Linked DNA regions of Mus musculus: all the other regions are linked to region 4. Evidence: chromatin contacts called from public Hi-C, HiChIP or PLAC-seq and promoter capture Hi-C data. All regions are on one chromosome and are shown on one strand. Each heading gives the region's core, a stretch centred on a gene start, on an enhancer-like site or on the middle of the called end of the contact. The rest is flanking DNA. Distances are from core to core; before and after follow the strand shown.

Evidence for each region. Promoter capture Hi-C pulls out the DNA fragments that hold promoters and counts their contacts. Hi-C and Micro-C count contacts between places; a contact is called where the count stands out from the background. HiChIP or PLAC-seq counts read pairs in DNA pulled down with a chosen protein or histone mark.
Region 1: a contact with region 4 is called in a Hi-C map of regulatory T cells, with 12 times the contacts expected there. The contact joins the promoter of Ebna1bp2 here to the promoter of Dph2 in region 4. A contact is called at or near these places in 10 of 39 promoter capture datasets (the C10 cell line, the HPC-7 cell line, cranial neural crest and 7 more), 13 of 484 Hi-C or Micro-C datasets (B cells, CD4 T cells, CD8 T cells and 6 more), 1 of 115 datasets of contacts at active chromatin or transcription factors (large pre-B cells) and 2 of 9 other capture datasets (adipose tissue and liver).
Region 2: a contact with region 4 is called in an H3K4me3 HiChIP or PLAC-seq map of pro-B cells, with 4 times the contacts expected there. The contact joins the enhancer-like site here to the promoter of Dph2 in region 4. A contact is called at or near these places in 6 of 39 promoter capture datasets (the 3T3-L1 cell line, the C10 cell line, hippocampal neurons and 2 more), 1 of 484 Hi-C or Micro-C datasets (CD4 T cells) and 5 of 115 datasets of contacts at active chromatin or transcription factors (bone marrow-derived macrophages, embryonic forebrain, microglia and 2 more).
Region 3: a promoter capture Hi-C map of embryonic stem cells shows a contact between it and region 4, with 4 times the contacts expected there. The contact joins the promoter of Szt2 here to the promoter of Dph2 in region 4. A contact is called at or near these places in 10 of 39 promoter capture datasets (the C10 cell line, cranial neural crest, embryonic stem cells and 4 more), 7 of 484 Hi-C or Micro-C datasets (CD4 T cells, CD8 T cells, the G1E-ER4 cell line and 3 more), 4 of 115 datasets of contacts at active chromatin or transcription factors (bone marrow-derived macrophages, embryonic stem cells and stem cell-derived neural progenitor cells) and 4 of 9 other capture datasets (adipose tissue, embryonic stem cells, liver and 1 more).
Region 5: a promoter capture Hi-C map of pre-B cells shows a contact between it and region 4. The contact joins the promoter of Armh1 here to the promoter of Dph2 in region 4. A contact is called at or near these places in 12 of 39 promoter capture datasets (the C10 cell line, embryonic stem cells, fetal liver and 8 more), 3 of 115 datasets of contacts at active chromatin or transcription factors (cardiomyocytes, embryonic stem cells and pro-B cells) and 2 of 9 other capture datasets (liver and pancreatic islet).

The regions. Positions count from the first base shown.
Region 1 is chr4:118,618,319-118,623,958 of GRCm38.p6, forward strand. Ebna1bp2 (EBNA1 binding protein 2) reads left to right here and starts at 2,481. Exons shown (of 9, transcript NM_026932.4): 1 at 2,481-2,679; 2 at 2,764-2,847; 3 at 3,043-3,215; 4 at 3,752-3,875; 5 at 4,980-5,069; 6 at 5,293-5,368. The coding sequence starts at 2,614. It overlaps Cfap57 (cilia and flagella associated protein 57), which reads right to left and starts at 2,467. Exons shown (of 23, transcript NM_026789.5): 1 at 2,358-2,467; 2 at 1,931-2,092. The coding sequence starts at 2,087.
Region 2 is chr4:117,215,911-117,221,253 of GRCm38.p6, forward strand. All of the region lies in intron 7 of Armh1 (armadillo-like helical domain containing 1), which reads right to left. Among named protein-coding and RNA genes, the nearest start is that of Gm23287, 7.7 kb to the left of the region's middle. Within about 2 kb of position 3,146, at least 48 of the 459 cell types and tissues checked have an H3K27ac peak or open chromatin away from gene starts, as enhancers often do. A contact at or near this core is called in bone marrow-derived macrophages and pro-B cells, where this site is marked.
Region 3 is chr4:118,405,716-118,410,614 of GRCm38.p6, forward strand. Szt2 (SZT2 subunit of KICSTOR complex) reads right to left here and starts at 3,548. Exons shown (of 72, transcript NM_198170.4): 1 at 3,448-3,548. The coding sequence starts at 3,474. Med8 (mediator complex subunit 8) reads left to right here and starts at 3,622. Exons shown (of 7, transcript NM_020000.3): 1 at 3,622-3,671. The coding sequence starts at 3,666.
Region 4 is chr4:117,888,632-117,893,951 of GRCm38.p6, forward strand. Dph2 (DPH2 homolog) reads right to left here and starts at 3,372. Exons shown (of 6, transcript NM_026344.3): 1 at 3,079-3,372; 2 at 2,684-2,796; 3 at 2,264-2,487; 4 at 1,387-2,070; 5 at 1,124-1,300; 6 at 12-1,045. The coding sequence starts at 3,225. The coding sequence ends at 921. It also overlaps a transcript of Ipo13 not described here.
Region 5 is chr4:117,249,882-117,255,458 of GRCm38.p6, forward strand. It overlaps Armh1 (armadillo-like helical domain containing 1), which reads right to left and starts at 2,036. Exons shown (of 13, transcript NM_001145637.1): 1 at 1,872-2,036. Tmem53 (transmembrane protein 53) reads left to right here and starts at 2,070. Exons shown (of 3, transcript NM_026837.3): 1 at 2,070-2,253. The coding sequence starts at 2,193.

The DNA of each region.
Region 1 (5,640 bases), core at 1,231-3,730, 730 kb after region 4:
CCATTCTTTATAAAGAAATATTAATAGAATTCTCTATGATTAGAAACATGATGACTGTGAGCATTTTCACTGCTTCTATTCAACTCTTGAGATGCTTCCCAGTATAGTGACATAAGACAAAGAAACCATTATTATGGGTCCATGTGACTGTCTGTGTAGGATACCCCAAAGAATCTACAGAGAGTTGTTAGAATTAGCAATAGTCCAACAAATATGCTGGACATAAAAGCTAATAAATTAAAGTCAACTCCCCCTCCCCTCCCCGTGTGAGTGTATGTTTGACATGGCATTCCCGTAGAGGTGAAAGGACAGACATCCTGGAGTGTGGGTCTTCTACCTTGTCCAAGGCAGGATCTTTTTGCAGTTCACTACTGTGCATGCATGCCAGGCTGGCTGGCTCACAGGCTTCTGTGGAGTTTCCATTTTTCCACAGAAGCAATGGGATTACAGACGTGTTGCTATTATGCCTGGCTTTATGCATGTTCAAATTTAGGTCCTCAGACATGCCTGGAAAGTGCTTTACCTGCTTAGCCATGTCCCCAGTTAATACAGTTTATTCTTGCAGAATATTTACATGGTGTTTGATGACTTTTACTTCTTTAAAACTAAGAATTATTTTCCTTTTTTTTTTTTTTCTGAGACAGGGTTTCTCTGTATAGCTCTGGCTGTCCTGGAACTCACTTTGTAGACAAGGCTGGCTCCGAACTCAGAAATCCGCCTGCCTCTGCCTCTGCCTCCTGAGTGCTGGGATTAAAGGCGTGCACCACCATGCCCGGCAAAAACTAAGAATTATTGTTCATTCACAGATACCACAAGGAAGAAAAAAAGCACAGGCTTCAGAAAGAAATATTTCTTTCTTACTTTTTGTTTTGCTTTTGTTTTTTTGTGACAGGGTTTCTCTGTGTAGCCCTAGCTGTCCTGGAACTCTGCAGAACAGGTTGGCCTTGAACTAAGAGATCTATCTGTCCCTGTCTCTCCAGTGCTGGGATTAAAGGCATCACTGCTTAGCTAATTATTTCTAACATATATACCTGACAAATTATTAGAATACAGGATATGTAAAATATGTCTATAACTAAATAAGAGAGATACCCCTTAGAACAAAATCTTACAAAAGTAACTGAAAAATTGGTAAAACTATTAACATAAAACTAGGGATATTCCAGGGGCTGGAGAGATGGCTCAGAGGTTAAGAGCACTGGCTGTTCTTCCAGAGGTCCTGAGTTCAATTCCCAGCAACCACATGGTGGCTCACAACCATCTGTAATGAGATCTGGTACCCTCTTCTGGCCTGCAGGTATACATTCAGGCAGAAAACTGTATACATAACTCTTTAAAATAAGTAAATAATCCGGGCAGTGGTGGCATACACCTTTAATCCCAGCACTTGGGAGGCAGAGGCAGGCAGATTTCTGAGTTCGAGGCCAGCCTGGTCTACAGAGTGAGTTCCAGGACAGTCAGGGCTACACAGAGAAACTCTGTCTCGAAAAACCAAAAAAAAAAAAAATGTTAAAAGGTTATTTGTCACTTAAGATAAAAATTTCAGCGTCTCCATCAGACATGGGTTCAATGAAGGTCATGTACTCTCAAAACCGTTAGACTCAAAAGAAGGTTCTGGTGAGGACAAACACAACTGCAGGAGAATACAAGAAAAACACTGTTTAAAGTAACTCTTCTCTGGAGTCATTGTGGAAAAGTACTTTTAAAACGTGTGTTATTTTACCTGTCATTTTGGCTACTTGTGTCACGTTAATCTATGATTAAGTAGTGTAAATGGCCATTTATTTTGTTTACATTTATAAAAATATGTGGATAACCCAGTTATCAAAAAAAAATCTTCCCAATCGTTGAGATTGTGCGGTTTTGTGTAGCACATGCCTTTAATGTATGTGTCAGAATGGAAAAGGTGGTTTCTTTTTTTCTTTTTTACCTGCAATGAATTTTTGCCATTTCTGATCTATATTGTACTTCACACAGTGATTTCCTGAAGGAAATATAATGATCTGTTCATCGAAGAAGAAGACATTGTTGGTCACGTGAGGCCGAAGACCAAAAACATGAAGCGCCTGAGCTACCACGGTGGACATGGTACCTGTCAAAAAGTATTGCAAAAGATGAAGAAAGAGGCAAGTAGGTGGGAGTGAAGCCGAGCAGCGCATCTCCCTTTCCTGCCCCGCCCCGCCCCGCCCATGGCCCCGGCCCGCCCCTCCCTGACCCCGCCTCGCCCCTCCATCGCCCCGCCCCTAGGCTCCTCTTCCTTTCCACCCCACCCCCGGGGCTCTTTCCGAGCCTTTCCTTCCTCTCCTGCACTCCCACCGCCCTCAGATCCTTAGGAGGACCCCAAAGAAACTATTTACCTCTTGCTTCACGGCTCTGGGTTACTAGACTACGTAGGGATCAGTAGGTGCTCTTCCTAAAGATCCGAAGCAATCCGGGCACGCCCAAACGCTAGAGCAGTTCCTATAGCAACGAGAAAACCGGAAGTGCGGCTATGAACCCGGAAGCGGAAGTCCCTGTTGAAAAGGCAGAGGCTTGTGGAGAATTTGTTGGCGGTGGTGCTGCTTGTGGGCACGTGGAGTGGCAGCCGAACCTCGCGGGGCGGAAGGCCGCGAGATGGACACCCCTCCGCTTTCAGAGTCGGACTCGGAGTCGGATGCGTGCCTGGCCTCAGATCAAGAGGTAGGCCGCAGCGGAGCTAGCGGGGCAGGGGCTGGGACGGGGACTTTATTTAGCTCTTTGGTACTGAGGCTCCCCGGTCTGTAGTTGCAGGATGCGTTTTCCCGCGGACTCCTGAAGCCAGGTCTCAATGTCGTGCTAGAGAAGCCGAAGAAGGCAGTGAATGACGTGGTGAGCTCGTGCGAGGGTCGGGGTCCTTGGAACAGGATGCGCACAAGCGCTGTGCCTCTTGGGAGACCGATTCTGGTGGGAAAGATGCACCCTGCGCTGCGGTCGTCATCCTGTGCGGATATTTGAGCATAGGACTTTGGGTTTCTGAGAGTCAAACTCGCGGTTCTCATGAGCGCCTTGTCTGACTTAACCTAGAGTGGCCTGAAACAGTGCTTGGCTGAATTCAGACGGGATCTGGAGTGGGTTGAAAGGCTCGATGTGACCCTGGGTCCAGTGCCAGAAGTCAGTGAGACTCAGCCAACACCTCAGAACCAGGACCAGAAGAAAGGCGTTAATCCAGAAGACGACTTCCAGAGGGAAATGAGTTTGTATGTTTGTTATGGGTCCTGCGATGGAGTTACAGGAAGGGGGTCTTAGTGTGTCTGCAACCTCAGAGGCACTGGGCGGGGTTAGCACGAGCGTGCGAGTGGATCTAGCGGGTTCCTCTGGTGGAAAGAATAGGTTCTTGGTCGCCGTTTAACCAGAACCCTGCTCGAGGGATGTTTCAGAATAATTCATTTGAAGCTTGTGTGGGTGCCTCCAATCATTAGAACACACTTTGCCTAGGGAATGTTATGAGTGCTCTTTCTGTAATGATTGGGAAACAGTTCATAGTCTGCGCAGTATTTAATAAGCTCGTTGTTTTAAACTGACTTGCTCTTGGAAGTATTTTCCCCTCGTAAATAAACATAAAGTGAGATTTCAGTTATATGTGCAATCAGTGGAGTTTTAGTTGGTGTGTCTGTCTTATCTTGCCAGTGCTGGTGGGATGTGATAGCTCTGAGGTTAGGTAACTTCTGAGAGGCAGTAAGAAGACATGAGCGCCCTTCCCCTCCCCTCATTACACCCTGTCCTGTAATGTCAGCTACCGGCAGGCCCAGGCAGCAGTGCTTGCGGTATTACCCCGACTCCATCAGCTCCAAGTCCCTACGAAGAGGCCCACCGATTATTTTGCAGAAATGGCCAAGTCTGATCAGCAGATGCAAAAGGTAGGTTTTTCTTCTGGAAAGCCAAGGTTTCATTTGTTCAGCTGGGTCATTCCTGTAGTCTTCAAAAAAAAAAAAAGATGTGTGGTGTTTGTAGCCAGTATTTCAACAGTCTCTGCTTCAGAGCCATGCCAGTCGCCTAGGCAAATTAGAGAGAGACGGTCTGGAGAAGTATGGGCCCTACGAAAAGAAGCTTGCGTATTTCTTCCCTGTCAGAGTGAGTGGAGTGGACAGACACAACAGTCTTAGAGTTCTGGCCCAGCAATGCCAAGGAGATTACTGTTGCTTCTAGATGGGGTTTTCCTCTCTGGCCCTTTAGCTTTTTAGAAATGGAAGACTTGACGGATAACTCAGATGTGGTGTGACTTAGAGTTGGGGGTTTGCGTATTTCTTCCCTGTCAGAGTGAGTGGAGTGGACAGACACAACAGTCTTAGAGTTCTGGCCCAGCAATGCCAAGGAGATTACTGTTGCTTCTAGATGGGGTTTTCCTCTCTGGCCCTTTAGCTTTTTAGAAATGGAAGACTTGACGGATAACTCAGATGTGGTGTGACTTAGAGTTGGGGGATTTGATCTTCACTTAACTTTGGGAGGAAAAAAACCTTGACGTCACATCCAGGATGTATTTAAAATTGTTCCTTTGGTCTCAGTCTTTGGCCTAGAGAATTACAGGTGGTACCTCAAGAGGCCAATCCTGAGACAAGCACAGATCCATCTACATCTGACAGTCACACACATAACTACTTAGCACTTTCAGTACAATGTGTGTGTGAGTGTGTGTGTGTGTGTGATGGAAGAGGTGAGGTACGAGTGTGCAGGAACTATTACAGATGTGGGCCATTAGAATGCTGCAGTTTTGCCTTAATCTGTGGAGAAACAGCAGGTCCTGTATGATAAGTAGGCAGCTTTGTGCCTTAGAGAGTCAGGGTCGTGTTTAAGCTCCTTCAGCCCATGGACACTTTTGGTGCCAGGCTCAGCTTTGGGACCGTATTGTTTTAATTTGGAAATCTAGGACAGTAAATGAGTTCCACAGCGTTCAGAGCTAGTCAGACACTGGCGCTCCATTCTAGTGTGCTCCAAATAGTGCCTAACAACTCTCTGCGTTTTAGATTCGACAGAAGCTGCAGACTAAACAGGCCGCCATGGAGAAATCTGAAAAGGCCAAGCAACTTCGAGCGCTTAGGAAATATGGAAAGAAGGTGAGAAAGAAAGAGCACCTGCGTGGGCCGGGCAGGGCCGGGTGCGCCAGGGCAGACTGTGCTGGGGTTCCTGGTAAAGTGTCTGCTGGTGTCCCTGAGCACAGGTTCACTCGCCACCGTGGCACACCTGGGTGTATCCAGCATAGTGTGGTAGCAGTGGCTGAGCTGCAGTCTCTAGAGTGATGGTTTGGGATGCAGGGCTGACTTTGTGTCTGTCTCACAGGTGCAAACTGAGGTCCTGCAGAAGAGGCAGCGGGAGAAAGCACACATGATGAATGCCATCAAGAAATACCAGAAAGGTCAGTGTGGCTGTCTGCTAAGAGTGTAGGGAGCCTGGGTCTCAGTACCTTAGAACCGAGGGAGCTCTCTAGTGCTTCCAGTTACCTTGGTTTGAATCTACTGGGCTTATGCTTGGAAAATAGTGCGGGAACAAGACATGCTTCTTTTTTTTTGTCGTTTTTTTTTTTGTTTTGTTTTGTGTTTGTTTGTTTGTTTGTTTGTTTTGTTTTTCTGAGACAGGGTTTCTCTGTGTAGTCCTGGCTGTTCTGGAACTCACTCTGTAGACCAGGCT
Region 2 (5,343 bases), core at 1,896-4,395, 670 kb before region 4:
TGATCCCTAGGGATCAAACACTCAGGGCCTCCTACATTCTAGGCAAGCATTTAGCTACATCCTCAGAAGTAGCTAGGAAAGGTAGCCACAACATCTGCTTCCTCCACAAAATACTTCCTACAGGGAGACGCCTGCAGTCTCTGCACTCCAGATGCTGGGGCACGAGGATTTTGAATTTGAGCATGGTTTAGGCTTTAGGTAGATCAAGACCCTTTATCGCCGGGCAGTGGTGGTGCACGCCTTTAATCCCAGCATTTAGGAGGCAGAAGCAGGCGGATTTCTGAGTTTGAGGCCAGCCTGGTCTACAGAGTGAGTTCCAGGACAGCCAGAGATACACAGAGAAACCCTGTCTCGGAAAACAAAAACAAACAAAAAAAGACCCTCTATCTATCTAACTAAAGTTTTTTTTAATGAATTAACAAAACAAAATAAAACAAACAAACAAACAAACAAACAAAAAGGAGAAACACTTTTTATGCAGCTCGGGACAGTGGAACAAGTTTGTGCTCTAAGCACTTGGGAGGCTGAGGAAGTCAGAGGCAGGAGCTTTGAGTTTGAGGATAGCTCTATATAGCTAATTCCTGACAAATCTAGGCTACACAGTCAGACTCTGTCTCAGACGAACGAATGGAAACCACGACAAGACGACAGTGCTAACAGCCACCCACTGTCCTCTTGGTCCTGCCAGCCATGTCTCTGGATTGTGTGCTTCATAGAGATCCTCCAGGGTACCCTCAAAGTCAATTCTGATGCAGCCCCTGACACTTCTTGATGCTCAGAGGTGGCTCGTATTGTTGTTGCTACTGTAGTGGATGGGGGCCTAGGCTATGTAGCCCTGGCTGGACTGGGGCTTGTTATGTAGACCAGACTGACTCTGAACTCAGAGATCCTTCTGCCTCTGCCTCCCGAGTGCTGGGACAAGAGACTGCATTTGGCGTGCCCATCTGATTAGCGTTCTAACCTGGAGTCACAGATCCGAAAACACTGTACAGGGACAGGGTCCAGCCCTGGGGTGCCGCAGAGCATTTGGAGCCTCTCTGGCATCTCCCAAACTTTATGCAAACAAAACAAGAAGCTCTGAATGCTTGGCAGCCACTGTGTGCAGCGGCCAGAGTCCCAGACTCTCCAATGTTTCTTACTTGCTCTGCTGCTGGGTTGATGGGGATGCGTTTGGGTCTGAACGCTTTGACTCCTTTTATTGGATTGTGAGTCACTTTGCCAGCTAGAGCAGGATGCCACAGCGATGCCAGTGCACCCTGGGAAATATGTCTATGCCTGAGATGTGAAGAGAAGTGACTGGGTGGATGCCCAGGCTCCAAAGGAGTGTAAGAAGATATGTTTATGATAAATTCCTGGCTGGGAGCAGCAGGTTCTGCAACGTAGTCAGATATTCCAGGAGATAAATATTTACTTCTGCCAACCCACTTTAAACTGAATGCTTCATCTTCCATTGGTTATGTAACTAGAATGCTCGAAGCTCCTGGGACAAATGAAGATTTTTCTCACCCAGCCAGTTCTGTGTTTTGTGTTCGCAGCTGTCACTGGTTATACCCAAAGAGAGAGAAGCAGGGCCCTGCCTCTCTGCTGAGACATTTGCTCTCTGAGCAAGCACTTTACGGACTCATCCCCACCCCTTGGCCAACCCGGATGGGGCATGCGCTCGCTACAGGACCTGTGCTGAGGAGATAGAGGGGGCAGTGATCAGCAGATGTAAGGTGGATGCCATGGACACTTAGTTCAAGAGGAAAGAGTCATATCTCAAGTCCAGAAAGCCCACAGCCTGAAGCTGGATGAGGCAGCACGTGCCTATAAGAGCAACACTCGGGAGCTGGAGGGCCACTGCTTACTTCATATAGAGTTTGAGGCCAGTCTAAGCTGTCTAAGACTCTGTCTAAAAAAACCAAAGCAAAACAACTCACCCTTGTCTGCACCAGGATGCCTCGTGCTTTCCTGCTGATCCCTCTGAACAGATGAAGAAGTTGAGGGCAAGTGGCCTTGTTAGGGGGCCAGTGAGCAGGAAAGCTTCTACCAGGGTTAATGTTCCTGTGGCAAAAGGACCTTACAAGTGGCCAAGTAACCAAAGTTGGTGGTGGCGCACGCCTTTGACCTCTGCCTTGGGAGGCAGAGGCAGGCAGATCTCTGAGTTCAAAGTCAGCCTGGTCTACAGAGTGAGTTCCAGAACAGCCAGGGCTACATGGAGAAATCCTGTCTCGAAACAAAACAAAGGAACAAAATAAGTGGTCCAGCACTTGGATATCCCGTGTGTGCGGGAGAATAAAATATTCCATCCCAGGTGTGTGTGTGTTTGGCTTTGGCATTTTAGAATTGCTTTTTGCTACTGTTTTTTTTGTTGTTGTTGTTTTGTTTTTTTGTTTGTTTGGGTTTTTTTTGTTTTTGTTTTTGTTTTTTTGAGACAGGATCTTTCTACATAGTCCCAGATAGCCTAGAACTAACTAACTATGTAGTCCAGGCTGGCCTTGAACTCATAGAGATCCACCTGCCTCTGCCTCCTGAGTGCTGGGAATAAAGGTATGTGCCACCATGCCCAGCATCAGAGTTGGTTATCAGAGAAACTGTACGGCCTCTTGTAGATAGGAACAGGTCTGGAAGGCCGCCCTTCTCTTAAAGGGGCTGACATTATGAAGGAAATCTGTCTTAGCCAGCTCGTGGCTATGCACAGGCTTTTCTATGACGTACCCTCCTTTTTGCTTAGGGAAGATCTTTTCATGACAGAAGAGGTTGGGGTCCGACACTTGCCCAGACAGATTGCATCACAGGTGGTTTTTGACTAGGGACTTTGTGTAACCGGAAATCCTTTTGTGCCTCCTCCCAGCAACCTTCCATAAAGAGCAGCCACTTCCTTTTCCTCCATAACTGGAAGCCTGAATGCCTCTACATAAAGTTCAGTTAACCAGCACCTCCCTTCAGCCTCATACTCTGTAGGATTCTACAGAGTTTTTTTTTTCTGTTACTCTGTCTATAAATCATTTTACAGATGAAGATGATCATGCCTTGACAGCGAACAGACTAAATCTAAAGCTGGTGTACACATGCAGTCACTTCCACGGTGCCCACCCATGTCTTTGCTGCTAGAGTCTTGGGAAACCGGTTTACTGTGCACTTCTGGACGAGACTGCCACCTGCTGGCTGCACAGAGGAAGCACGCTTCAGCATAAATTTTCTTTCTTTTCTACTGGAATATCCTTGCAGGCTGTACTTGACCAGTCACATGCTCTCTGATTCCTGAGTGTTCTGCTGCCCTTTTAACTACATTCTATTCAAATACTAATGTTGAAGCACTAAAAATAGATTAACTCATACATTTTTAATTACACCGTATTCAAAGACCAATGCTGAAACACTAAAAATAGATGGATTAATTATTAGACATGGAGCCTTCACTGTTAGATCAAACTGGCCTTCATTTTGTGGCAGTCCTCCTGCTACCGCCTCCATCGTCGGCGGTTACAGACACATGCCATCATGCCCAGATAAAAATACTTTCAGAGAATTGCTTTTTAAGAGCTGAGGAGGACTGATGAGATGGTTCAGTGGACAAAGACACTTGAAACCAAGCCTCATCAACTGAGTAGGATCCCAGGGTTGCATGGTGGAAGGAGAAAAGTTCTGCTAGTTATCCCCCAACCTTGCCATCCCTGTGGCATGCACACCCCCTCCCAAATAAATAAATAAGGCAGGAGAGGCTCAGCAGTTAACACACTTTTTTTTGTTGTTGTTTTGTTTTGTTTTGTTTTTTTTTGACAGGGTTTCTCTGTGTAGCCCTGGCTGTCCTGGAACTCACTCTGTACACCAGGCTGGCCTCGAACTCAGAAATCCACCTGCCTCTGCCTCCCGAGTGCTGGGATTAAAGGCGTGGGCCACCACTGCCCGGCATTAACACACTTGTTAAGCAAGCTTGAGAACTGGAGTTCATGTCCCCAGCACCCAGGTAAACTGGGCTAGCACTGTGGCTGGGTTGCACTCTTAGCACTAGGGAACTAGAGACAGAGATCCCAGGGGCAAGCTGGTTAGCCCAGCTCATCACATTGGTGAGTTACAGGTTCAGCTAGAGACATTAACATGTAAACAGAGTGGCTAAGGAAGACCTCTGATGTCATTTTCTGACCTCCATGCACATGTGTGCGAGTGCACACACACACACACACACACACACACACACACACACACACACACAACTTTAAAGTCTAGCCAGACTCAGCTGAGAGAAGCTGAGATAAGTGGGTTGGTTAAGTGCTGGGGATCAAGGCTATCCTGGATAATGCAGCAAGAATCTGTCTCCAAAATGCAAACAAAAAATATATTATCAGTATTGTTATTGTATTTGTTTGTTTACTTATTTACTTACTTATTTGTGACAGGGTCTATCTTTATAGTCCTTGTTGTCTTGGAGCATGCTACATGGACTATGCTGTTCTAGAATTCACAGAGATCTCCTGAGTGCTGGGATTAAAGTTGTGTGCCACCAAACCCAGCTTGTTATTATTGTTATTTTTAAACAATAAAGAAAATCGATAAAGTATAAACATAAGCTATGGATGTGACATATGTGCTGATGACCCAGGAGTTATGGTGACATGTTCTCTGTCTCTCTCTCTCTCTCTGAAGTCTCCTGTAGCTAGACTATACTCAAGCTTACTATGTAGCTAAGTATGAACTTGAATTACTGATCTTACCAGTTTGTTTGTTTGAAGACAGAATCTTACTTTGTAGCTCAGGCTGGCTTTGAACTTATGACATTCATCCTGTTCATCCTGTCCCAACCTCTTGAGTGCTAGGATTACAGGTGTGAACCTATCTCAGTTATCTGCTCTCTGCTCTTCTAGGCAAGTGCGGTGGTTTGAATAGGAATGGCCCCCCAGAGACTCGTGTGTTTAAATGCTTGGGCCATATAGAGTGGCACTATGAGGAGGTGTGGCCTTGTTGGAGTCGGTGTGGTGTTGTGGGGCCAGGCTTTGAGGTTTCCTGTGCTAAAACTCCACCCAATGTGGAACACAGTCTCCTTCTGCTGCCTGTGGATCAAGATGTAGAACTCTTGGCTCCTTCCCCAGCATATTTCTGCCATGCTTCCTGCCATGATGATAATGCACTGAACTTCTGAGCCTGTAAGCCAGCCCCAATGAAATGTGAGAGTGAGAGTGGCTATGGTCATGGTGTCTCTTCACATCGATGGAAACCCAAACTAAGACAGCAAGGGTTGTTGGTTTTGTTTTTAACTTATTTTTATTCTATGAGCTTGAGTGTTTTGCCTTTTATGTATGCAACCACACCAGGTATAGTTGTGTGGTGCACGTGGGACCCAGCTTGGGTTCCCTGGAAGAGCAG
Region 3 (4,899 bases), core at 2,298-4,797, 520 kb after region 4:
AACTTACCTTCTTCTTCTTCTTTTTGTTTTTTTTTAATTTATTTATTTTATGTATGTGAGTTCATTGTAGCTGTCTTCAGACACACCAAAAGAGGGCATCAGATCCCATTATAAATGGTTGTGAGCCACCATGTGGTTGCTGGGAACTGAACTCAGAGCCTCTGGAAGAGCAGCCAGTGCTCTTAATTGCTGAGCCATCTCTCCAGCCCGGGGAACTTACAATCTTGCAGCACGTTTCCACAAACACTATGTGAGTTTCTCCTGCAAACCACAAGCTCCCGAAGGCAGGAGAGCTGCTTTATCCGGGCTTTGTGCCCTTGTGCTTGGTAAATTGACTCATATGAGACCCCGTAAGTCTCCAGTTTGCTACATGAGCATTTTTCCAGTTACTGCCTCAGCCTTGCCCACAGCAGACACTGAAAAAACCTTCACTGAGTAAATGAGGGAATGAGGCCTCCTAGGTGGGATCTCAGATCCAGCTCCTGAGAGGCACAGTCCCCACTCACACACCTAGCAATGTCGGCAGCAGCCTTACTTTCCACTATACAAACCCCTGCCAACTTGTGACTTGTGACATATCCTCTGACAATAAAGGAAAAAGTCTGTCATTTCGTCAATGTGGTAAATCTTAACAGGCTTTGCGACTTGGTCAGCAGTCTTTTTGATCCCCCTCCCCGCCCCCAGATTTTTCCATCCCCCCCCCCAAACAGACCAACTTGCCTACTACCATTCACAAAAACTGAATAATCACCCTAGTTATTGTATCATTACAAACTGAATAAGCATGCTAACAGCTAAGGATGTGGTTTTAGGACAGCAAGACACAAAGTAACCTGATCCTGTCTAAGGTCTTAGAAGGATGGGAGGAAGGTCCATCAGAGCTTGCTGCTGGACGTCCCAGATGGAGGACAGACATCGGCTACTTAAGTACTGAAAGTGCACTGGAGCATTGAGCTGCACAATGCACGGCTTCCACTTCTCTACCTTTTTTTTGCTTTCAAAGCTGTTTTGGATGACCGCTTTTTCCAAGGCCCAGTTGAAGTCTGGTTCACCTGTCAGTTCTTATGGAATCCATCTTGAACCCAGGAATGTTGGTCTAGCCTTCTCGGAAAATTCCCGTTTATCTGATTGCTTGATGGGACCATTTCCAAAACCTCCTAAGCTTTTTTACATTTCAGATGTACTTCACCAGAACCAGAAGGCTGGCTTAATATAATTTAAGCAGGTAGAATGTTTTGCAAAGTGGGATCTGAGCGCCAGCTGCATCAGAATCACCTGAGCCGTTTATTAAAATGCATTATTTGATTCCTGGGTACAATCAGAGACCAACTGAATTCAGAGCTGACAGAGCTCAAGAATCTCCATTTTAACTAGCTCCCCTGGGGATTTTTCCGTATGACTGATTGAGACATTTTTTAATTCAGTTGTGTTTCATAGCATTCACCTCCACATGGAGCTTCAATCCTGACTTCCCTTGAGTCTGATGTGCCTGCCTTTTGAAGCAGTCTGATAAACAAGACAAAGCCAGGCTCTTGGAGTCAAGAGACCTGGATTCTGATGTGTTCTAGTACATGCTAAGTATGTGATCTTGCAGGTTACCCAACTGTCATCTAGGCTTTATTGTAATAGCAAGATAAGGAGATCTTTGCAGGGATACTGACATTAAAGGGGGGAGGGGAGTACAATGGTGTCGGAAGGCTATCACTGATTACGATCGTCGCTGAGGCCCACATACACCGATGCCAAGCTGGATAGTGATGCCAGGCACTGTGTTGCCACTCCCACCCACCCACCAGAGTTTCTTCCTGCTTCTTTAAGACTAAAGACCAAATTATTCTCTTGAGCTTTTTCTAAACCATGTGCTTTCTTCCCACAAAATAACGTCGATACCTCTGCCTCCTAACTATCCGAAGCCTGCCAGCATGATAAACCTTAACCTCTGGCATAACTGCGAGCTGAGCCTTCTCTTTCCCAGTCTCAGCCCCATCACCCACCACTATGGTAAAAGCAGGCCCTTCAGTGTTAAAGGCACCTTGGGGCAAATACTGGCTCTGCATGTTTCTCCATTCCTGAACAGGGAAAGCAAGAATGACAATTTCCTGAGGATTCTACCTGTGTTAGATACTTAGAGAACTTAAACTTCCTGGATCCCACCCATTTGTGGAAGGAGGTTAAATGCCCCACTAAATGTGACACTTCACTTACGCCTCTGCAACACCTATTATAATCCAATGTTCATTTAGTCCCCACAGCTAAGGAGTCTCTGTTTTACCCTCTGCATCCACCCTAACCCTCAGCACAATTCTGGTTGCAGAACAGCACTTGCTTCTTCCTCTCTTTTGGGAGCCTAGCCTCTCTAAACATCACCCTTTCTTCTTGGTATTCTGTTTCTACCCTATTCACTCATAGGGTTTTCATGTGTGTAGTTTATCACATCCTCCCCATACACGGGTGTGTGTACTCATACATTATACATATATAAGATCACACCCGTGTCAGAGTGCACGTGTGCAGGTCAGAGGACAACTTGTAGCTGTAGAGCGAGCTCACCTACCTGGGAGTTCTAGCCCCAATACTAGCTGCACAACTATGCTTCTTTTAATAGTGGCACCTCAGTTTCCTGAAAAGAGGGATGATAATGGTGTTTGCCTTATAGGGTTGAAAGAACTGGTAACAGTAAAGAGCTCAGAATTGTGGCTGGCATACAGTAAGAATTCGACAAGTAGCCATTGCTATTTGTATCGTTACGCACATGCATCAACCTTCCCTCCTACAAGGCTATCCCTCTGGGGTCCTGGACACGCTAGCCAAATTTGGTACCTCCTCGGATCCGCTCGTTCAGTTGGAAGGAGTAGTCCTAAGGTATCTTTGCATGGCATGACACCTCACCTGCTCTGACTTCAGTTGTCTGCTCTGTACATGACAATAAATACTGCCAGATTCCCTGCTGGAGTCTGAATGTCAAAACATACATATAGGGTTCTTTGCATCTAGGGGGTGGGGGGTGGGGTGGGGGGGCGGGTGCCTCGTCTGCCTTTTCTGCCTTAACTTGTGATCCCCAAGCCACATCACAGAACAAATACTTTTATAAAGAAGGAAGCAGGGTCTGTCCTAAGTTAAGACTGGCCAGAGGGTTGTAGGGCTTTGCCAAGAGCACGAACGCTAGAGCGAAATCAACTCATGCTATTGATTGCATTCCAATAGATGAGATACAAAAAACCCCGCAAAGTCGGTCAGCTTCGGCGTGGCACAATGAAAATCCCAACTAATAACCAAAACACGAGTTTTTATCAGCATCACTATCGCTAACAAGTCTGTGGATGGGCGACGAAGATCAGGATGGCATCTGAGTAAACAAAACAGCAACGGCCTCCTTGAGGCTCCGGAGGGTGAAGGCTGCCACACGCCCGCCCTCGGGCCTCGGCCCCGCGCCCGCCCATCCCTCACCTCTGGCTCGGGGCGCTCCGAGGCCATCACACAGCCCTCCCGCGCCGGCCCGGGCCAGGGAGGTTGCTCCACTCCTGACCTCTGACCCGGCTAGTTCTGTACCGGGCAGGAACCGGAAGTTGTTGGGATGGTCCCGTTTTGAGTTTTCTGATTGGTGAGCGCAGCAAGCCGTGCGAGAAACCGGAAAGGGAAGTGGTTGCGCCCGCCGGGCCGCGGCAATGCAGGTGAGAAGCGGGTTGGGCCTTATAGCCGCTGGCGGGAGGGTGATTGGGCTGAGGACACCGGGGAGTTGGGGCTGTGAGCGGAGGGCAGAGGAAAGGCAGCGGAGCCAGAGAGAGCGAGGCCAGCTGCGGGAGGCGCGGGCATCGAGCCCGCTGATGTGAGAAGGTCGGAGGCCCGGGGAGGAAAGGCGGACTTGATTGAGCGTGGAAAAGGATCGTGGTGGCATTTGGGAAGGCTCGGGAAAGTAGTGGGCTGCCGCACGCCTCGATCTAGGCTGTTGGACACAGGCGTCATAAGGCTTCAGAAGGCTAAAGGGATCGTGGGCCTCCAAGGATGAAAACTAAGCTGTTTGTAATTCGAGGCTGTGGGTGGAACCCGGTGTCCAACCCCCTCAGTCACATAGTCAGGTTTGCAAATCAGCTTTGCATCATTCTTCCCGGCTTGTACCTCGTTGCTAAGGGCGGAGAAGTGGGGTAAATAGTCCTCAGATAGTCAAACGGAAACCCTCTGCCGCCTCAGCGTTTAAAATTGTCTAACACTCAGAAACAATGTGCAGGTTTCCTCGCCTTTGTCTTTCATTACTCTTTCATTACTCACTTGGCTTGTTGCATCTGATAAACCTACACTGTTTATGGGTCACCCGAATTATGAAAGAGACACGGGAATATTGGCACAAAGATGCACGTTGACTTTCCAAAGCACCAAATGCTATGGATAAACGGCCAGTTGGGGGACCGGGAAGGGGATTGCAGAGCTGGTATTCAGAGAAAACCTTACAGAGAGGCAACGTGTGAGATTGTCCAGATTGTGTGGTTGACAGTAGCTACACTCACAAGAGGATGACCAGAGGCACCCATGATATAATGAACTTCGGGAATTATTTAGGCTGTGTGTGCAGATAGCACCCCTGTTATCATGGCAAACCTTTCTGAGGTGAACTGAACTTCCTGAAAAAAACAAAACAAAACTGTGTCAATGCCAACACCACAGAGTGACACGAGGGATTCTCATCCACCCAAGGAAAGCAGCGCAGTGACAATAAGCAGTCGTGAGGTAGGCAGGCCACATCTATTTTCCAGAAGAGGAACTGACAAAGAAGAGTGTGCAGAAACCTGAGCACGTTCCTATTAACCCTACTGCAAATCTAAGAGAATGTTGTCTACTGGGAGAGGCAGTGTTTGAGAGCTGGGAGGAGGAGAGCATGGAATTAAAAAGGTGCAAGGCTAAGTG
Region 4 (5,320 bases), core at 2,122-4,621:
GCCCAAATGTTCGTTTCACTCTGTTTATTCTGAATATTTTTTCTCTATAAGATCCAGCTTAAGACTCCTCTGTCTGGGTTGCCTCTTGAGTCCCCTTCAGGAGCCTGCTATGAGAGCCAGCTGCACCTGGGGCTCCCTTCACACAATTATATTTCGTGGGGTTATTATTTCCTCCCAAGCACATTTTGAGGACAGTAATCTGGTTAAATATAACTCACATATCCACCCACAGGATCTGTGTAGAACAGAGCTTTAGTGAATAAAGAGAAACAGGAGAAAAAGTATTCCGTTTATTTCAGTGTCTTTGTTGTCCCCAAGAAACAAGTCTAACTAAGTCAATGTAGCCCAACAAAGTCCTGAAAGCAGCCACATAAGTGCTTGAAATGTAATTAGTGTAATGGACAAATACTTTTTCATCCACTTTAAATGGCAAAAGTCATGTGTCCAGTGAATATTGTCTTGGACAGTGCAGGTTTAGACCAGAGGCTCTCAATGAGGAGTAGTTACATGACATCTGCCAACCTGTAGAGATAATCTGGGTTATCCTAGCTCAGTTGGGGAGGAAGGGAGGTGTTTCTGTTTCTGTCAGCTGAACCTATACATCCTTCTCTATATAGAGTAGCCTCTGCATTAAAGAATTACTCTGCCCAAACTGTCAACAGTGCTGAGGGAGGTGGAAGAACTCTGGTCTGGATCATCCAACTTCTGCCCCTGACCAAGGGCAGAACTCCTGCACACCAGGAACTGGGATGAGCCCTGGGACCCCTCCCTGCACAGGCTATAAGCTGGACAGCTCCACAGAGAGAGCTACCTACACTCCCTGTGTCTAGGCATCAAGTGTCCCTGTGACAGGACGAGACGTTGGTCAGGGAGAACAGGTCCCGGCAGACTTATCACTCTGGCTCTGGCCTCCCAAGGTATCAGCTGCTCCCCTCATCCTCGTAGGCGATGGCGATACCTCGTCTTCCTCTGACGGCTTCTTTCACTGGTGTCTGGCCCAAGCGTGGCTCCAGCCCCTGCCAGTTCCGAGAACTAAGGAATGAAGCTGCAGAGGGAAAGAAGATAAGCTGTGTGGGCTGGACCTGGGCAAAACTCTAGCGGGGGCAGCTGCTTGCATGTTTACCTGCAGGGCTGCTCTCCGCCAGCTCCAGTTGGGGCCTCGGAATTAAGGCCGAACATCTAGTGTCATCTGATGACTTCCAAGGAGGTGGTGGTCGGAGCTCCCCAGAAATGAGTGACACATCTGGGGTATCCCACAACTCTGACTCAGGTGGAGGGAGTGGCACATGGAAGGGAGAACCTGACGTAGAAGGAGAAAAGAAAGCTATCCCGGTTTTTTCAACTCCAACCCCAACTTTCAAACCCAGATGCGGCCTTGCCACTCACCAGGCAACAGCTCTGCATAATGTGTGAGGTGGGGAGCCAGGCCTGGCGGGGGCCAGGCAGGGTTGCAGGCAGCCTCCAATTCACATGGCGTCAATACAGGCCGAAAGAAGCCACCCGAAGGCTGGGGGGCTAGTGCCCCCAGGGGACAGGCTAACAGCACAAAGACGTCCATCTCAGGGAAGTTGGCAAGCTTGGCGGGTGTGGGCTTCCCCACGGCTAACACATAGCTACGTTTTCCAGCAGCTTCCGTCAGTTTCCGCAAGTGTGCCAGTGCCTCACGGTGTCGAGCCACACCTAATGTGCCTGCCAGCAGCCCAACCACACGGGCATCTCTGGCCCTCTCTATGAGATACAGTCTTCGTGCTCTTAGTCTCCCAGCCTTGGCACCCTGGTCTTGTGTCTGTCCTGTATCTGGACAACAGGAAAAGAAGGGCCGCCCTGGTGTCCAACCCAAGAGCAGTCTGCTCAGGTCGGGATCAAGGCTGGAGTCCGAGCTTGCTTGAGAAGCCCCTACATAGAAGGCACCATATTCTTCCAGACGTCTCCCTGGATTCAGGGGGAAGCAGCGCCCAAAACGCTCCAGGGACTCAGGCTGTGAGCTCGGGGATCCCACTGGCAGGGGAAGAGCTGGGCGGGAGATGAGCAGATCTTGGTACTTTGGGAGCAGGAGCATGGCCAAAGGCTCTGAAAGAGGTGCATCAGAGTTGAAGTCTGGCAAAGTAAGAGATGTCTCATCCCCAGATGCCTCAATGTGACCCTAAAGGACAAGCCAGGCCAACTGAGGCCAAGAGCTCTAGGTAAGTGTGCTTAAATAGGAGGAATTAAGGCATGAAGCTGTGGACCCACCCTTCTTTCCCTCACAGGTATAATTTCTCACCTAGGGCATGGGCACAAGCTGGCTCACTCAGCAGTACCACCGGGGCTGTCGGATCTGGGTTCTGGGCTTCAAAGGCCTTTGCACAGAGCTCTAAAGCAACGGGTCGCTGACCAAGGACAAAGGTGATGGGCAGCTGCGAGGCTGGGGGGCTTAAGCAGGCAGGACCGAAGTGCACAAGGGCTTGAGCTCCAGCCTGCTCGGCGCCCAGCACATCCACACAGCAGCTGCAGGGGAGAGAGCATTGGTGAGAGGTGTTCCCTACCTGGAGAGAAGAGTTGTCATCAATGGGAAATGTGGCCAGTGGAGAAAATGGCACCAAGCTAGGAATTCACTGTGACTGAGGGAAGCTGGCATCAGGAGCTTCTCATCGTGCAAACACGGTCACTGGAGGCAGACACTGTGGGCTGGGAAACCCCATACCTGCCATAAGCTGTGTCCCCTAAAATGAACATCTTAGCTCCTGTGACTTCCTCCAGCCGGGCAGCCACCGCTCCCGCATCTCCTAGTAACTGGTCAGGGAACTGCAAAGTCACCTGTAAATACAAGCCACAAGTCAGCGACAACCTCACTCCTCCACCAACAGCCTCTGCAAAAAAACAAAAAACAAACAAAAAAACAAACAAACAAACAAAAAAACCCACTAAACATCCCAAGCCCCTACTTCTAAGGAGGCAGCCAGCCCCACAGAGTTGTGGGTAATCCGTGCGATACGGGCGGATCCCGACCCAAAGTCCCAATCTCCGCAACCCATACCCAGAGGAGAGCCCGCGCCCCGCGCCCCCTTTTCGCGCCCCCTTCTCTGAACCAGACCTCACCCGCTGACAACCTAAATCGCAGACAAATTTCGTAACTCGCTCCAGCTCATACACGCGGTCCAGGTCTTCAGGAGGAGTGAACTGTCCTGGAACGCCCGCCTCCCGTTGCAGGGCTGCCTCCGCAGGGCTGCTGAACGTAGACTCCATTGGGCGCAGCTTGGGTGGGGTGAGATGCAGCTGCACCCTCAAAAGTCCTCGAGGTCACAGCAGCTCTGTTTGTGGATCCGGACCAACCTGTCCTCGGGTCCTAGGATCCAAACCGTACGCTTCCAAATTCCCGGCTCTCCACTACACATGGACCTACGGAGATTACTTCCGGGTTCAAGGACTTCCCACAGAGAACCAATCACTAGCCTCTCACTCAGGACCAATCGGAAGTGCCGCAAAGCCTTGTGGGTGTTGTGGTTCCACTGGCTAAAGCTTCTTCCCGGATACCCTAAGGCCAGCCTGCCGGTGCCCTCTAATTTCTAAGTCACTAATTCAGTGTGAGCAGGCGCTATCTGCTGATCATATTTAAACGCGCGCGCGTGTGCACGTATATACATACAGTGAGAGCAAGGGTCCTTATACAGCTCAGTTCTTCAGGGTTGGCTGCAAGCTCCCTAATCCACCAAGCCATCTTCACAGCCCCCAGAATCTGAAACAGGGTCTTGCTGTGTGACCGAGCTGGATCTCCCAGTACTGCATAATTTCCAACTCAGTGCCCACAGCTTGGGTTTGAATATTTGTGAGCAGGTACTTACTGCCAGACATCGTAAAATGTCTCTATGTCCTTTACTTTGCCTGCTAGAGAATTGTCCCACAACCTGTTGTCCTCACGGTCTGTCAACCAAACACTGACCCTTGCTAAGTTCACCAGTTCATCATTAGAAGCAAGAATTATCCCATATAGATAAGAAAAACAAAACCATGTCTGCTGGTTCTAGAAACTGGGCTTTAGAGCCCGAATTTATTCTCTCGCCCCACCTCCTTGGGACTGAACCTGGGGCCTCGTGCATGGAAAGCAACGACTCTCTGGCTGAGCTACATCCCACATTCTCCCACACGACTTCTTATCATAAGGAGGGATGGGAGAGGAAGACTCTCTTCACGTGATGCCGTAGGGAAAAAGGACTGAAAACATGTGGCGCATCTCTGCATCCTCCAGGAGAGCTGAGAAATCAGGACTGTGGGAATGGGACTAACGGGGCTGGAGAAATGTTTCAGTGGCTAAGAGCACTTGCTGTGCTTGCAGTGGGTTCAGTTACCACCACCCACATGGTGGCTTATAACTATGTGCAACTCCAGTTCTAGGAGGTCCCTTTCCTTTTTTTTTGTTTTGTTTTTTTTTCGAGACAGGGTTTCTCTGTATAGCCCTGGCTATCCTGGAAGTCACTTTGTAGACCAGGCTGGCCTCAAACTCAGAAATCCGCCTGTCTCTGCCTCCCAAGTGCTGGGATTAAAGGCGTGCGCCACTACGCCCAGCTTTTTTTTTTTTTTTTTTTTTTTTTTTGTCCCTTTTCTAATACCTGCAGGCAACTACACTCAGGTGGTGCGCAGATATAAACTCAGCCATACACACATACACATTTTTTTTTAATTGGGACTGAGGAGCGGGATAAATAATGAAGTGGAAGACACTGATGCTACTAGCTGGCTGAGGAAGACACTGGATGGAAAAGAATGAAAGGCAGAATCAGTACAAAAGCTGGGGAAGATCAGAGGATGGGATGCAGTTACCCCATCCAGCAAGTGGATTCAGATGTCATGGATGGGAGTGGGGCGAACTCAGCCCGTTCTTCTGATCTTACTGATGGGTAACCAGAAGGGCAGGGCAGACAGAACTACAGCTGAGAAAATAAAGGAAGAAGTCCGGCTGCCGTGCGCTGTCCGTGGTCCTGACGGACTGATCTGATCTGCCTTAAAGGTGCTAAGAGGGAGAGCTAGGGGTACACAGGCAACGTTAGGTAACCCTTATTCCTCCTTTAAGGGATGAAAGGCCTTCCAGTTCCTCTCACTCCACCTTACTTTCTACAGCCCTCCTGACCACGTGCAAGTGGTGTTCTAAAACACCTTATCAAGGTGCAGGTGGTACACTGGCTGCAGCCCAGCTCTCTGACCCCTTGAAATGTACTCAATATAAATGAACATAAATAAAAATAAAATACCATACCACACATCCATCCTGGAAATCTAATCTCCACACCATTTCTTCCCATACCCCAGGTGGATCCTGAAGGCACATATTCTCAACAGAAATGCA
Region 5 (5,577 bases), core at 786-3,285, 640 kb before region 4:
TGGGTATCTTTATCTCTCTCCACCTTTTTACTCTTTTAAAAAAATATTATTTATGGTTATGGGGATGGAGAGATGGTTCAGCAGTTAAGAGCACTGACTGCTCTTCCAGAGGTCCTGAGTTCAACTCCCAGCAACCACATGGTGGCTCACAACCATCTGTAATGGGATCTGGTGCCCTCTTCTGGTGTGTCTGAAGAGAGTGACAGCGTACTCACATACATGAAATAAATAAATCTGTAAAAAGCATCACTGTTGTTACTGTGTGGATGATGTATTTGTGAGAGAGGGTATATGTATGGCACAGGACAAGCGCCGAGGGTCAAAGGTTAATGGTGTGGAGTTGGCTTTGTCCTCCCTCCTTTCTGTGACTTCACAGAGGGAGTGCAGGTCACCAGGCTTGCTCAGCAAGCACCTTTAGTCACTGAGCCATCTCACCATCACTTGTCATTTTTTTTTTTTTTTTTGAGGGATTTTCCACTGAATCTGGATCTTGCTGATTTGGCCAAAGTGACTGGCCAGCAAGTCTCTGGGATATGCCTGATTCTGCCTCCTCGGTTCTGGGAAAGCTGTGTGCCCCCCCACACCCCCCCCGCAGCTTTTTAAAAAAAGATTTATTTATTTATCATATCTAAGCGCACTGTAGCTGTCTTCAGACACCTCAGAAGAGGGCATCAGATCTCATTACAGATGGTTGTGAGCCACCATGTGGTTGCTGGGATTTGAATTCAGGACCTTCAAAAGAGCAGTCAGTGCTCTTAACCACTGAGTAATCTCTCCAGCCCCCCCCCCCCGCCCCCGAAGCCTTTATGTGTGTCCTGGGGGTCTAAGTTGGTTCCTCACACTAGCTCAGCCATCTCCCCAGTTACTCCTCAGCAGTGTAAAGTGAGAGTCCCCACGGTTGGGGGCCATATGCTTTCACATACCCAATTCCCCTGTGATTTTATCTTTTATCTCTTTGCTGGATCTCTCTCATCTGAACAAAAGCCTGTACCTCCTAGCGGTTGCCAGCGAATGACAAAATAACTTGCCTTGCAAGTGTTCCATCCCCCCTCTTTCTTTTAAGACAAGTCTCATGTAGCATAGGCTAGCCTGGAACTTGTTATGTAGCTGAGGATGGCTTGAAGCATTTAGACTCCTGGCTGGGATTCCAGGGACATACCACTATGCTGTCACCTCCCACTCACTCTCAAGCCACTGACTCTTTTGTTCACTGGAATGGCACTTGCAAAGGTTGCTAACAACTTCTTTGTAAATCCAGTGCCATCTTTGAGGTTTTATTTACCGTATTAATCATCAGCCCTCAATACTTTCCTCCTGGTTTCTGTCTCCTACACACCATACCCACTCATTCCCATCACCCAAATAGCTTCTTTTTCTGTTTATGTATGTATGCATGTATGTGTTTATTTATTTATTTTGGACAGGGTGTCTCTGTGTAGCCCTGGCTGTCCTGGAGATAGATCAGGATGGTCTCAAACTCACAGAGTTCAACTCCTCACAGCTGGAATTAAATGCATGCGCCATTATGCCCAGCTCAGAAAATATTTACTAAATGTAAGAAAGCTGTACTCCTGTACTCGTCTAAACTACTTGGACTCACACATGAAAGGCCATGTCTTATTACCCGAAGACCCCTTTCCAGTCAGGCAACCAGTCTCAACCCACAGGTTTAGAAGGACCCGTTGGCACGCGCCGCCTAACACTGTTTTGTTCGTTTTTTCTGCCTCCAGCCTGGGAACTGCTGCTGGCGATGGAGGTAGATGTAGTTAGAGGTGCAAGTTCAAGTTTTCTACCAAGTACCAGAAGACAAAGTTCTGAGATGCCCTCTGCAGACCCGTAATACTTCATTCAACTCTCCCACCGACTCTTACCTTCACAGGAGGGTGCGGTCGCTCCGAGAGCGCTGCCCCACTGACCAATACTTGATCCAAGATCAAGAGAGTCAGCCAATTGCTGGGGCCCAAAGACAGTAGGGGCGGGGCGCGGTTGCTAGGGCCGGGCTAGTGGGTGCCGCCCGAGGCGCGAAGCGACTCCCTGGTTGCTAGGCAGGGAGGTCACAGAGTGCGGCTCGGGGATTGGACAGCGCTGGGCGTGGGCGGGGAGGGGCGTGGCCCGGCGGCGTCCCGGCCCCGCCGAGGTGAAACTGCGGGAGTTCCGGCGGGAGGCCTGTGCTGAAGACCCGCACCTTCACCATGGCCTCGGCCGAGCTGGATTACAGCATCGAGATCCCGGATCAGCCCTGCTGGAGCCAGAGTATGGAGGGGGATTGGGAAGGTGACCTAACAGCGATGCCCCGCCCACCCTGCGGCCCGCCCTCCCTCGGCCCGCCCCCTTCGGGGGTCCCGCAGGGCTGGCTAGAGCTTGCGGGGCGCTCCCAGCCCCGCCCCCCGTGCCCCGCCCCCAGTCGACTGAGGGTCTTTCTGTTCCACAACAGGTTCTCAAGGTTCTGCTTCCCTTTGTAGCTGGAGGCCCTTCAAGGTTCATTCTAATTCTTTTGTTTTGGATTCTCGCTCCTCATTTGCAAGTGTGACTAGGCCCATCCTTCATTTTTGCAGAGGTTTGGATTCCTGGGGGAGCCTCTGGTCCTCAGAAAAGCCAAGGGACTCAGCAAGCCTAGTCCTGCCCTTCTCAGCTCACCCTGGCAGTGGTTAACAGAATGGTCGGTTAGGCCGGGTGGAATTCTGTTGAAATCCTATCCCTTTAGTAATTGGATGACCTTCGGCAAACTTTCAACTTTGAATTTTAGTTTTCCTGGAGCAAAGCTGAGGAAAAATTGCTGGTTGCACAACTGAGATTATTTGTGTAAAGGACTTGGCATGAATCCTGATGGAAGTAAGCTTAGTAGTTGGCATTTAAACTTAACGTGTGTGTGTGTGTGTGTGTGTGTGTGTGTTTAACCCTCCTAAGGCCATATCATTAAAAAAAGATGTGTGGGAGGCCTCCTAAGATTAGTAGCTTGTAAAGTAGTGTAAGTTGTTGGACCAGAGAATGGAAGGTTGTCCCTTTTGGAAACTGGGGCAGAGGAGGCTTGGAGTACAGGTCGGCCAATGCTGCTCTTTGGTGTTTCCAGTCCACTGCCCCGCACTTGTCCAGCTCATCATAAAGTTTAGCTAGGGGGTGCTTCCTTCAAAAGCCTCCCCAGAGCCAGGTGGTGGTGGCGCACACCTTTAATCCCAGCACTTGGGAGACAGAAGCAGGCGGTTTTCTGAGTTCGAGGCCAGCATGGTCTACAGAGTGAGTTCCAGTACAGCCAGGACTACACAGAGAAACCCTGTCTCAAAAAACCAAAAAACCAAAACCAAAAACAAAAAAAGTCTCCCCAGGCCTCCCTTCCTATGCCCTCCTGTCCCACTGTGTGTTTCTTGCTTGGAATCTATCTAGGATGGGGCAGGGGCCTCTCATCTCCTAAAGCACGAAGGAAGGACTGCCACTATCTGTTTCTCCCTAGAGGTGGATCGTTGGGCTTATAGATGTGAAAGGACTTTTGAAGAATTTTTGACAATAGCATTAGATGAAGTCAGTTACTATTTCTGTCTTGGCAGAACCATCAGCTGCAAAGGGCTGGTTCTCCATTCTGCAAGGCCAGGAGGGTAGGGACTCTCTCTCTCCCCACGTGGGTAGAGACAGTCTTATTTATTTAGGCAGGACTGGGGGATTGAACGCAGGGCCTCATGCGTGCTAAGGCAAGTGCTTTACCACTGTGTCATACTCAGCCCGCATTAACTTTGATTGCATATTTATTTATTTGTGTGTGTGCATGCACACCGTAGTGTATGTGCACAGGTCAGAGGACAGTTGGTAGCAGTTGGTTCTCTTTTCCTTCTGGGTGGGCTGGAGCGCTAGCTCAGGTCCTGTGCTTTGTCAGTAAGTGCTTCTCCCTGCTGAGCCGACTCACCAGCTCAGCCTTCCTTTTATGACAGTTGTCTTGACTGGCCTTGAACTTACTCTGTAGCCCAAACGAGCTTGAAATTGCCAATATCCTCTAATCTTTCCCAGTAGCTAACGTTCCAGGCCTGTTGTAGAAATTGTTAGAAAGCACTTCCTATTGAGCCACATTAGCCTCACATCCCTTCTGCTCAGTTCAGCTTTTGCTGTGTCCCTGCCTTGGGCTAGTTATTGGCACCTCAAGCGTTTCATGTTCAGATGCCATGCAGAGAGCTGTGGTTTTCTGGAGGGAGGGAATGTAGAAGCAGATGGTTTTGCAATGATGTGGATACTATCTAGAAAGTGAGCCTTCTTCCTCTCGAAGGGACAGCGTTCCTGCTTCCTCAAACCTTTCCTCCAAGAGGAAGTTCCTCCAGGGCTCACGGTTGTTTCCACTGCTTCCCTCTCATGGTGCATGCTCCAGACTTAAGCCAGAGGTGATGGAATGTTTCCTTAACCCTAACCCTAACCCTGACCCCAGGTGCACTGTGGGCTCTGAAACCTCTGGCTTCTCCTCTGCAGAGAGCTCCTCTACAGGTTTGCCTGGCTACACAGAATGACTTTCCTGGAAGGCTGGGGGCAGAGACTGCCCTTCCTCTGTGGTTAGTGTTTACTGAGGAAGTGTGTAGGACTGTCAGTCATATTTCGGTTTGGGAACTGCCTCCCTCCCAATAGGAAGTCAAAGCCACAGAGTCAAGCTCTGCACTGAATTGGCAGCAAGGTGAGCAGCCAGTGGAGCGGTGGGCTGCAGTAATTTGGAGCCCTGGGCTTTGTGGGTCAGGCTGGGCAGACTGTCTTCCCACACCCCACTGACCCTGCAGAATTCATAGAGAATCTCACAGCAGGAATCTCATCCTCTGATTTGGCCGTCACACAGGCGACTTGAGGGGGTTCAGGCTTTATTGCGGGCCTTCCTTTTGTCTGTTACTGGCAAGGGTTAAGTAATGTAGCCCTATCATTACGCCCAGGAAGTTATTGCTGGCACCAGGGAGCAGTGCTGGGTCCCCACCATCGTGAGGGGCCTGTGTTGAAGGGGTAGAGCTTCCAAGGGCTGGCAGGTCCCTGGCCAACAGCAGAAAGTGCCAAAGGAAAGGCACTGGAAGAGAACCAAGGAGGGAGGAGCTGCAGAGGGCAGGAGCCTAAGAGAGACTGCGGAGAGTTCTGCACAGTGGAGAGTCAAGGAACTCAAGAGGTGGCCAGGTATAAAGGCATAGCATAGAGGAAGCTGAGGCAGGAGGATTGCAGTTTCAAGGTTAGTCTGAGCACGACTCTGTCTCAAAAGAAAAGGAAGGAAGGAAGGAAGGAAGGAAGGTGGATATATGGAAGGGACAGTTAATATTTGTTCCTCTTCTTACCTGCAGACCCCAAGGGCTGCTGTGACTGCCACTTTCTTCCAAAGTGTTCCATTCACTTATTTTAAAACCACTGAACCTAGCCAGGTGTGGAGGTGCACACCTTTAATCCTGGTGCTTGTGAGGCAGAGGTAGGCGGATCTCTGACTTAGAGGCCAGCCTGGTTTACAGAACAAGTTTCAGGACAGCCAAGACTACGTAGAGAAGCCCTGTCTCAAAAACACCAAAAAGCAAAACAAAACAACACAACACTGAACACTTCATGTATCTCCTGTCCTCTTTGTGCAGGGGCCAAGCAGAC